Regions from separate parts of the Zea mays genome. Here region 2 is linked to region 1. A link is a contact called in public Hi-C data. All regions are on one chromosome and are shown on one strand. Each heading gives the region's core, a stretch centred on a gene start, on an enhancer-like site or on the middle of the called end of the contact. The rest is flanking DNA. Distances are from core to core; before and after follow the strand shown.

What was found. Hi-C and Micro-C count contacts between places; a contact is called where the count stands out from the background.
Region 2: a Hi-C map of ear shows a contact between it and region 1, with 2.6 times the contacts expected there. The contact joins the promoter of LOC100277908 here to the promoter of LOC100273624 in region 1. A contact is called at or near these places in 3 of 25 Hi-C or Micro-C datasets (ear, leaf and tassel).

What each region holds. Positions count from the first base shown.
Region 1 is chr2:236,790,901-236,796,399 of Zm-B73-REFERENCE-NAM-5.0, reverse strand. It overlaps LOC100273624, which reads right to left and starts at 3,227. Exons shown (of 3, transcript NM_001148040.1): 1 at 2,816-3,227; 2 at 2,501-2,726; 3 at 1,877-2,414. The coding sequence starts at 3,106. The coding sequence ends at 2,140. It overlaps LOC103648189 (a long non-coding RNA gene), which reads left to right and starts at 3,617. Exons shown (of 2, transcript XR_563319.4): 1 at 3,617-3,941; 2 at 4,157-4,490. LOC109944104 (a long non-coding RNA gene) reads left to right here. Exons shown (of 4, transcript XR_002267483.3): 4 at 1-1,772. It also overlaps the pseudogene LOC109944103.
Region 2 is chr2:237,241,542-237,247,477 of Zm-B73-REFERENCE-NAM-5.0, reverse strand. LOC100277908 reads left to right here and starts at 3,037. Exons shown (of 2, transcript NM_001151353.2): 1 at 3,037-3,393; 2 at 4,442-5,936. The coding sequence starts at 3,180. The coding sequence ends at 5,682.

The DNA.
Region 1 (5,499 bases), core at 1,978-4,477:
GGCCACCGGACGGTCGGTACTGTAACTCTTACGCCTTGCGTCCGCCTCCATGACTTTCCTCTTGATGGCGTCGAACTCCTTGCCTATCCGGTGGCGACTCTTGGTCCTCTCCAGCAGGCTCGCCATCTTCTCCATGATGCCGTCTGGCTTGGCGGCATGCTGCACGAAGAAGTCGTCGAGGCTGTCTTCGATGTCGTAGGAGAGCTCCCGCACGTCCTTCATCCACAGCTTGCGTTGTTCATCAGGAGGAGTCTCGTCCCTGGACATGTCGGTGAGGAAGGCCTTCATGGCAACCAGCTCGCCAGTGAGCCACTCCATCTTGCCGCGCATTCCCGTGAGGCGCCTGTACTCATCGCGGAGCAGAGCTTGCAGCTTCGCCACAACGGACTGCAGGGCTCCGGTTGCTGCGCTCGCAAGAGCGCCCTCCATTGTATTCCTAGCTAAGCTCTCTTTGAACTAGGTACCTTGGTTTCTTTCTTGCTGCCAATGGATGTCTACGATCTGTTGTTCATATATGTATGTAGTAGTAGCATAGAGTTTTGTGCTAGTTATTATTAGTTATTTGCGCATGATGCGCGTGCATATTATTATAAAATCCATGGCTGTCACGTACACATGAGAAACAAATCCATATTCAAATCTGGTCATCCAACAATTATTGTCTACCGGCCGACAGGTGGTTCATTGAGCGCAGAGTCAACAGATCTAGATCTTTAGGCAGGCTGGCCAGCCAGTTATTGTTATTATTTATTTGCGCATGAGGTGCGTGCATGTTAGTGTAAATGCATGGCAGCCACACACGAGAAAGAAATCCATATTCAAATTTGGTCTTCCAATAATTGTTGTCTACCGGGTGGTTCAATGAGCGCAGAGTCAACAGATTGAGAAGAAGAAAAAAAAACACACACAAGCTAAATCTTGAGAGAAGTGGTACACCTAGAAGCAACAGTTATTAACGCCGATAAGGCTTATCCCGTAAACATATTGTATATGTTGCAACAATTTTTTCATTGCATGAATGGTACACTACTGAAGAACCGGGCTTCTGTCCCTTAATTTTAGTACCGGTTTTCTAAGAATTGGTACCGAAATCAAGGAAAAGAAGCCATGTTAGAGTTAGATTGGAAACATCATTTTCCTAAGAGTTTTTCCATTTTTTCAAGGGAAATTAGTTTATTTTTCCTTAGGAAAATAGGAATCTTATGAGAAAATGAAGTTCCCAAACTAAACTTTAATAGTTTCGTTACCGGTTTTAACTGTAAGGGGATTTAGTAGGGATGACAACGGATACTTAGTAGGGTCGCTGCAAAGGTGAACTAGTCCTTAATAGTAGCATCGCTGCAAAGGTGAACTATAAAGTGAAGTGTTTGAAATAATCCTGAAACTTTTACTTCCAATATGTCATCATCTCAATATTACTCAAAGCCTGGATAACCAATTGACGCCAAGACACAATCTCTCATCCTCGATGGTGTCTCTCCCGGAATGCGAGATTTAAGTCTGCTGCGAAGAAGAAGACGGCTCTTTGCGCCATCGTGGACCGTCTGAGCCCTATGCGTGGACTGTCCGGACGTACGCAGAGGAGTAGACGCTCCTGCGCCAGGTCGCGGACCGTCTACGTCTCCGCAGAAAGCATCGTCAGGTGATTCGTTCTAGTGTTTGGCGCCTAGATCCGCGCTAACACGTGTGTTTACTTGTGTGTCCGAACTTGTCTAATTTATTGGAAATTCGAATGAAGTCTCTTCTCTCTCTCTCTCAAGAGGAGAGATTTGTGGTCGCTTCTCTCTGTTTACAAAAGTTATATCCATATCATAGACACATTTTCTGTTCTAAAAAAACTCTGATGTGCACAAAAACTGATTAGCACAAGGATTTTAAAATGTATCCCCTCTGTCGAAGTCGTTATCACAGAAACATCACCAGTGGGCAGTGAATACAAGAAACCATAGTAGAAAAAGGAACAGAACTGCAGGCAACGACAGTGTCTGCACCTTGCATGATCGGGCAGCTTGCATGGCGCTAGCTGACGGCGGCCGGATTATTGCCGCTGACGTCTGACGGTGATACATGGCCGATCAAGAACGAAAACAAATTCAAATACAGTAGAATAGAGAATATATAGCTGGCCGTCGTCGTCGATCAGGCGCCACTAATGGTCCGGCCGCCGTCGACGAAGATGACCTGCCCGGTGACGTAGGACGCCGCCGGCATGCAGAGGAACGACACCAGGGACGCCACCTCCTCCGGCTCGCCGGTCCGCCGCAGCGGGATGCGTGACCGCTCCTGCTCCACCAACGCCGCCGGTAGCTCTTTACCCATGTCCGTCATGATCACGCCCGGCGCGACGCAGTTCACACGGATCCTATCGCAGGCCCACTCCACAGCTAGACTTCTCGTCATCTGATTCAGTCCTCCTGCAAGAGATGATCGATCGATGATCATGGATGGATGCAAGGACGATCCAAGATATATTAAATAAAAAAAACTATATATTGTGTACCTTTGGTGACGCTGTACATAACTTCCTGCGGGAAGCCAAGGACGCTGGCGATGGAGGAGACGTTGACGATGCTCGCCCCTCCGGCGACGGAGGCGTTGAGGAGCAGCGGGTGCGCGAGCTGGGAGATGTGCAAGCACGACTCCAGGTTGGTCGCCATGATCCGCGCGTAGTCCTCCGCCGCCCACTCCGCCGCCGGCTTGAGCAGCAGCAGCGCAGCGTTGTTGACCTGTACACGGCACAGACGACACACCGATTGGCCGACGGTCGATATGTACACGCATGATATGGTTCCACCTTAATTTCTAGCTAGCTTACCAGGATATCGAGCTTGCCGTCGAAGGCCGCGCTGACCGTGTCCAGGACGAGCCTCTCCCGGTCGGCGCGCACGGCGACGTCGCACACGGAGACGGTGACGCGGAGCCCCTTCTCGGCCCACCGCCGGCGGCACTCCTCCAGGTCCGCCGCGCTGCGGGCGCACGTGTGCACGCGCGCGCCGAGCCTGGCCAGCTCCTCCACGACGGCTTGCCCGATCCCCTTGCTGCCACCGGTGACCAGCGCTGTCGCGCCGGCCAGGCTCCACCGCTCGCCGCTGCCTCCTGGCGCCATGCGACGATCGACTGCTTGCGGTTGCGCGCGCGTGTAGGGGAAGTATGCTAGCAAGCTAGCAGCGGTGCCGGCAGTCTTTGGCTCTTTGCAGCCTAGCTAGCTAGTGCCTGCCCATATTTGTACGTGTTCCTCTCCTCCAAGTCCAACCACTGCCCCCTATTGTTTAGTCGCAAAACGGCCATCGGATGCGCGTTCATGCCGTGATCGATCGTGACTGGGGCATCATTCCATGCCGATCGTTTGGCGCCCATGACTAATCTCCTGCCGAATCGTTTGCTTCTGGGATGTTCAAACTCTGCCCCATCACTTGTGGTCTGGCCCCTTTCTTGTTTCTTTCTCTACTAGCCGATCACTGTCATATCGACATCGTTTGCTAGTAGTATTATATTTCTCTGACTGGCACATGCAGCGTGATACTGATAGTCTGGTTGCTACTTGCTAGTATTATATAGATCTCCAGCAGGCATTCAACGATACTCCAATGCTAGCTGTCGTTAGCAGCAGCAGCGTATTACAATTTTCCATGATCATACCTCACCTCACCACCACCACAAAAAAAAAGGCTGTTCTGTGACTGCAGAAATGGCTTGGAACCACACAGAGACCTTGTTCAGCGCTATGGCTGTTCTGCTCGCCTGAAGCTTATCACACGCACGCAGGCCGGTTCCTTCAAACAAAGGCTAAAAAAACTGTTGTATGCAACCTCGCTCGTCGACATCACCAGTAGCCGTATCCTCGTCGTCTGTATCAGGTTCGATCAGGTTGCCAGTAGCCTCGCGTGCTCGCTGCAGTTTGTATCAGTTCGATCACGTTGCTCGTGCCTACAAATTTACAGGTATTATGAGAAATTCAAGAGTTAACAGTGCTTATCAAATTTTCGGGAACCTTTAATAATCTTTGTATCATGCTCGTCACATGTGATTTATTTGTTCTTTTTCTAGAACCTGTACTGTAACTACGATCTGTTACATATGAGTTACTTAGAGATAAGACAATATTAAATATGAATGATTCCTTTTTATCATGTCCACTGTTTTTTTATTTCTGTAGCAGCCATGGACGGGACGAGCCAGTCGAGGCGGATTGGAGTTTGAATCACGGCCACACAATACACTCATCAGTTACATTATTACTAGTGCAAGCACCTCCACTAGTAGATTGGGATTCGATATAAATTCAAGAAGAAAATGAAATGGAAGGAATAACAGAACTTTGTAGTGAAGAACAAGTTTATGCACTTTTGGGTCTCTATCCTGACCTTGAGCAGTTTAGATGAATAGTGTTATCTGGTAAGCGTGCTTATTTGGATGATAGATAATCCTTTGCGAGTTGCCTGAACATTTATACATCACATTCATCCTACACGTAATTAGTCCGTATTAAATCCTGAAAGTGAAATGCATGACCGCCTACCTATTGGATAGAAACATATACAAAGATTTATTAATGAGATGTTTGCGCTTATCCAAATCCCACATCACGGAGTCACCACACCCACACTTTTCCAAGTATGGTGCTATTTTACTTTTGCTTGGCCAATATCAAATCTGGAAGCCTAAGTTCAGTTTCACCACTACAAAAGATATTCAGCAGAACTAAAAAGCCACATGCATGCATGCATGTTCACAAACATCAAGTTGCATATGTAAAGTAAAAAAGCTGACTCACATACATGTTGAGAGAAGAAAAGCATCACCATCGAAAGGAATATAGGATACATCCAAGCATTCAGCAGAAAGAACTATAAAGCCACATGCGTGTTCACAAATCTGATCTTGATCTTCTTCTTATTCACCCGAGATTATAAAATGCAACACGCCGTTAACAACGGCACACCCAGTGCCGTCGCGAGGAGTTAAGCCATATCTACGCACCGATTAGCTTTCTAAACCCCTATGCCATCTCTGCACACCATATTAGCTTCATAAAATGAATTGGGCCAGCCATAAATAGGCTAAAGGAGCCGAATTCTAACAGAAAATTCCTGGCATACTGGAGCAAGCTCCTGATAATGACATTGCTGCACAACATGAATATGCTCAGGTATTTTTCGAGGAAAAGAACATGCAACCAAAGATTTGGAGCCAATTCAAAGGTTTCAGCGAGCAGCTGACAACTATTGCTTGACATAAAAAACCGGTCGTATAGCTAGTAATAACTGTTGTTAATGGTGCAAAAGACACTGCCCTCTTGGGGCTATAGGCATGTATATATATGCGCGTACAGCAGGGTGGATTACATGGCAGCAATGTCGTGATTGACATGCCAAGATTACAGGAGGCCTCAATCAACCGAGCCTCAATCAACGGATTTAAGTGCGCATGACCCATTCCTAATATACATGACCTTCTATGTTTAACATCCCCCCTCAATCTGGACAATATGAAATTAAG
Region 2 (5,936 bases), core at 1,788-4,287, 450 kb before region 1:
GAGCTACAGTGCGCAAACCGTGCGCGACAGAGCAGAACAGTCATCAGAGGCGCACCGGACAGTGAACAGTACCTGTCCGGTGCCACTAGAAGACAAAGCCTCCAACGGTCGTCTGCGCCCAAACTCTAACGGTTGGGTGACGTGGCTGGCGCACTGGACTGTCCGGTGTGCCCATCGACAACAGCCTCTCCCCAACGGTTTTTTGGTGGTTGAGAGCTATAAATACCCCCAACCACCTCCACTCCAACCATCCAAGCATTAATCACACTTTATTCAATACAAGAGCAAAGTGCAACACACCAAGACACAAATCAAAGCCACTGATCCAATCAAAGTCCCCAATTCAATTCTAGTGCTTTAGGACTTGTGAAAGGATCGATCTTGTGTTTCTTTGTTGCTTGGTTGTCTTTCTTCTTTCTCTCATTCTTATATTCAAAGACTTGTAAGCGAAGCAAGAGACACTAATCGTGTGGTGGTCCTTGCGGGGTCTAAGTGATCCGGGAAATCAAGGAAGAAAGCTCACTCGGTCTAAGTGATCGTTTGAGAGAGGGAAAGGGTTGAAAGATACCTGGTCTTTGTGACCACCTCAACGGGGACTAAGTTCTTTAGAACCGAACCTCGGTAAAACAAATCATCGTGTTCATCCACATTATTTCTTGGTTGATTTGTTTTCATCTCTTCCCTGGACTTAATATTCGTTTTAACCCTAACCCCGGCTTGTAGTGTGTGCTTAAGTTTATAATTTTTAGATTTCGTCTATCCACCCCCTCTAGGCGATTTTCAATTAGTATTAGAGCCCGATACTTCATTTAGAGTCTAACCACTCGAAGTGATGTCGAGAGGATCCGCCAAGAGGGAGATGAAACCGACGAGAAGGCCACCACGGGAAGGCTCCATCAAGGTAGTCCGTCGTTGGGGAAAAGGAGGCCCTTGTTGACGGCGATGTCGAGCTAGACTCGGTACAGACCGATTTTTTTCATAAAAGTCTCCCCTAAATAAAGTCTTTTTAGAAAAAATAAACACAAAAAAACTTGTCTCTAATGGTTCTTCTAAAATGCCCCAACTTTTTTATAGCCCTTGAAACACCCTCGTTTGTAGCTCGAAAAGGTTTTTTTGGCTCCTTAGGAACACAGACGCACGAAATCGAGCTGATTTTCTTTTTTTATCACTTTGTGCGTCCGTTTGTGGCTTATCTACTCGCGTAGCGCTCAAATTCTTCCTCGTTTGTAACCGTTGTCGAGTTGTCCGCCGCTGCGATCACATGACCTCACAGTCCACCACTGCTCGCGCAACCTCGCCATTCACCACCGTCCCGCACGTCCTCGCCGTCACGCAACTTCGCCATCTGCCGTTAAGGATGAAAACGATCGAAAAAACAGCTAAATTGTTTTTGTTTTCATTATTTTTGTCGAGACGAAAACAAAAACGAAAACCAACGGTCGAAATACGGGATTGAAAGTGTCGGTTATTCGAAAACGATAAACTATAGCCGAAAAGATAACTATTTTGTAGTTTTATCAAAAACATAATAAAGTGATGTATTGTCTAATTTTTAAGATTTAGAAATACACAAACAACTCTTTTTCATCATTCATATTAGTTAGAGTAATTATAACATTTGCTTTTCGCGTATTCATTCACTTGAATACAACAAAAGTCTATAACTTAAATAAATTATATACTAGACCTATCTCATATTATATAAAACGGTAGAAAAACGGTATTAGCACGACTCGGAAACGAAAAATACGAAAACGATTGAAAAACTAGCTAAATCGTTTTCGTACCGTTTCTAATCGGTTCCTGAACAATTCGAAAATGATCGGGGAAAAACAGTATTCGAAACGGGACGGTATAAGAATTTCCCGTCCCGTTTTCATCCCTATCTGCCGCTGCCAATGCTTTTCCACTATCCGGCATTAGCCAGCGTATGACCTAATAGTCTGATACTAGACCTCCATCGCCAGCTGGGTCTTTGCTGTCGCTTGGTCCTGTCGTTGTTATAGATGGCCAATAAGCACGAGGCCCGCGAGCCCGGCACGAAGCCCGCTGTTTGGGCACGGTCCGAGCCCGATACGAATAAGTGGGCCGAGCTCGGACAGGAAACTAGGCACAGTAGGCAAGCACGACACGACCCGTTTACCCTTTAGCCCGTTAAGCCCGTTTTTTTGTACTAAAACGTGCTTACCGGCTCGTTTAGCCCGTTTTTTTCGTGCTAAACGGGTCGGACCGGCCCGTTTAGACCCGCTGCGGGCCGGACTCGGACAGAAAATCGAGCCCGTGGGCTTAGACGGTCCGGACCGGTTTTCTAACCGTGCCTGTCAGGCCGGGCCCAAAATGGGTCAGGCTTCATCGGGCGCGGGCCACCCATTTGGCCATCTCTAGTCGTTGGTCCTCTCTCGCCAGATACACCCTTCCTCGTACCGTCAGTGATCTTTGATGACGACGTAGGTTCGGTTGCTGGACAGATACGATAGAAGAAGAAAATGCACTTGTGAAAACATATCATGTGAGCCCAAGATTAACTTGGTCTAGTGTAAAATATTTTGATCCATTTATAAGGGAACTATTGAAGAAGAAGAGAATGTATCTAATGCACATAGAATTTTAGTGTACATGATGCACATATTAAATTATTACCACTCATTTTAAATCTAACGTCTGTAGTTATTTGATATATTTGCTAAGGCACCCTCCGACGTGGTGGGCTGTAGTGGTGGAAGATGTTATTTGTAAATTATAATGATCAACCAGATACGTTAGATCTGAGATAGATAGTGATGATTTAATATGTGCACCATGTACATTGGATATGTCCTCTAATATTGAAGAAAGGACTAAAATCTACTCATAATATTTTTTTGGGATTCTCTTAAAAACAGATTTTTATGAGTTATTTTCTTTTCGAACGCGATTACACATACGAATTGTGAGTTCCGGTACGAATAGGATTATTTAATGATCCATGATTTATTAATTCAGAACAAAAGACAAGAACAAGTATAATGTTGGTGTGTTTTCCTTGCTCACAGGAGCAATCACGGCGGTCATCTCGCTAACGCTTTCCTCTTGGACAGTTCCACTTCTCTGCTGGCCTGCCACAAGGCTACAGCGGCGGCGGCTGCTTCGCCGGCCGGCCGGCCGCCCCCTCCTGTAGCGCGCTGAGCAAGTCAAGTAAGATGGCCGGCGAGCGGCGCGGTCTTGCCATCGGGATCGATCTGGGCACGACTTACTCCTGCGTCGGGGTCTGGCAGAATGGGGGCGTCGAGGTCATCGCCAATGACCAAGGCAACCGAACCACCCCATCGTACGTTGCCTTCACCGGCTCCAGGCTCCTCGTGGGGGATGCTGCCAAGAACCAGGCCGAAATGAACCCCAGCAACACAATCTTCGGTGGGTGCCGATTGCTGCTCTCACTTATCAGTTCTTTACCAAAGTCAACTCCCTCCTCTCAGATCTCCCCATCCCTCCTGACTAGTACGACCACTAACCTGTTTTTGCTCCTTCTTGAATTAGATCCGTGGATCTGATGAGAGTGGCGGTGCCTATAGATCTGTCGATTCTGATTAGGCTTACAGCGGTTCGGTTTTGGGCAGCTGCCTGTTGGATTAGGCGCTTTTGGTCTCTGTCGCTTCGGCAACTTAGATCATTGGATAGATACTGGATACCTTGCTCTGATCGATTTACTCTGGCTCCTGGTCAATGAGTTGAGTTTACTATGGCTAATCCGAATTAGGTTTCCTTAGCAATAATCGGTCTGTTAATTAGATCATTTAGCAATAGCTTTGTGGCCTTATGTTTTTATGCTGAAACAGTAATGTTGTTCATGGGTTTGTCATGATCTGGCACTTTTTTCTCTCCTTTATATCAAAACAAACCAGTAGGAAAGCTGCTTATGTTAAAAAGTAGGGGCCTGCCAAAGAAAACTTTTCTCTTATCTTAGCTACTGATAAATAAGAGAATTAATTATTTCAAGGAACAAATGATGATGCTTTGTCCCCACGACCACGAGATGACCACGACTAGATTCTGATCTGATCTCCCCTCTACACAGCTTTGTCTTCTTCTTTTTTTTTAAAAAAAAATTTGTTTCTTGACTACAAGCTGATGTAGAAAGGATGGGGAACAGGAAACCAACATCCAACTAAAAAGCATCTGACAAACAAATTTATTGTTATATCTTCTGTATATCAAGACAATCGACTGTTAATGGGCAAAACCTATAGTGATTGACTTTCCAAAATCTAATTATAACCTGCATTTTTTAAATGGAGGAAGTTTTAAATGGTTTTTATTGGCATAAAATTTAGGAACCTCCACTCAAGTTTGGGTGGTTAATTTGTATTGGTGATGTTCTCTATTTACTACAAGCACCGTTGTATGAGTAAAAGTAGTACTGCAGCTGCATACTGACATCTAATCCTTCTGGCTTCTGCTGCAGATTCCAAGCGGCTCATTGGTAGAAGATTTAGCGATGCTTCTGTACAGAGTGACATTAAGCACTGGCCCTTCAAGGTCATTCCTGGACCTGATGACAAGCCTATGATAGTTGTTCAATACAGGGGTGTGGAGCAGCAGTTTGCAGCTGAAGAAATCTCCTCGATGGTCCTCGTCAAAATGCGGGAGATTGCTGAAGCCTATCTTGGCACCACAGTCAAGGATGCTGTTGTCACTGTTCCTGCCTGCTCTACCGACTTGCAGAGACAGGCCACATGGAATGCAGGAGTGCTTGCAAATCTTAATGTTATACGCATCATCCCTGAGCCCACTGCTGCTGCCTTGGCTTATGGTCTTAATAGGAAGGCTGCCCAGATTATGGGTGAATATGACGTTCTCGTGTTTGATCTTGGAGGTGGTACCTTTGATGTCTCTGTTCTCGCAATTGAACAGGGTATCTTTGAGGTCAGGGCCACAGCTGGTGCTGCTCACCTTGGAGGTGAGGACTTCGACAACAGGATGGTAAACCACTTTGTCGAGGAATTCAAGAGAAAGAAGAAGAAGGACATTAGCGGCAACCCTAGGGCTCTCAGGAGGCTAAGGACAGCCTGCGAGAGAGCGAAGAGGACCCTCTCCTCCTATTTAGAGGCGAGCATTGAGATTGATTGCTTGTATGAGGACATCGACTTCTACTCAGCCATCACCCGTGCCAGGTTTGAGGAGCTCAACATGGATCTCTTCAGAAAGTGTATGGCGATTGTGGAGGACTGCCTCAGTGATGCGAGTTATGTACGTTCAATTCATGATGTCGTCCTTGTTGGTGGTTCCTCTAGAATTCCAAAGATCCAGCAGCTTCTTCAGGAGCTCTTTGATGGGAAGGAGCTTTGCAACAGCATCAACCCCGATGAAGCTGTTGCCTACGGAGCTACTATGCAGGCTGCTATCTTGAGCCGAGAGGGTGGCTATGAGATCCAGAATTATCTCCTGTTGGATGCTACCCCTCTTTCTCTTGGTTTGGAGACGGATGGGGGCCTCATGACCTTCTTCAGCTTGTTCGCTGCGGCTTGCTGCGGCTGCAATCCGGCTGCGGCTGCGGCTTCTACAGTATTTTTCTCTCTATGGATTGCAGCTGCAGCAGTCCAAACAGCTGCAACAGTGTCGGCTTGCAGCCAACCGAACACGCCCCTTGATGATTCCAAGGAATACCACCATTCCAACCAAAAAGGAGAGGGTCTTATCGACTGACTCCGACAACCAGCCTTGTATCCGAATCCGAGTGTACGAGGGTGAGGGGTCTATTACTCGTGACAACCACCTGTTGGGTGAGTTTGAGTTTTCCCTTCTTCCCGCACCTAGCGGCGTTCCTCAGATCACTGTTTGCTTCGATGTCGACATTAACGGTATCCTGAATGTCTCCGCTGAGGACAAAACCACTGGCCAGAAGATGAAAAAAGTCATCACAAAGAGGTTTCGTTTAAAGCGTTAATTATCTGATCAAT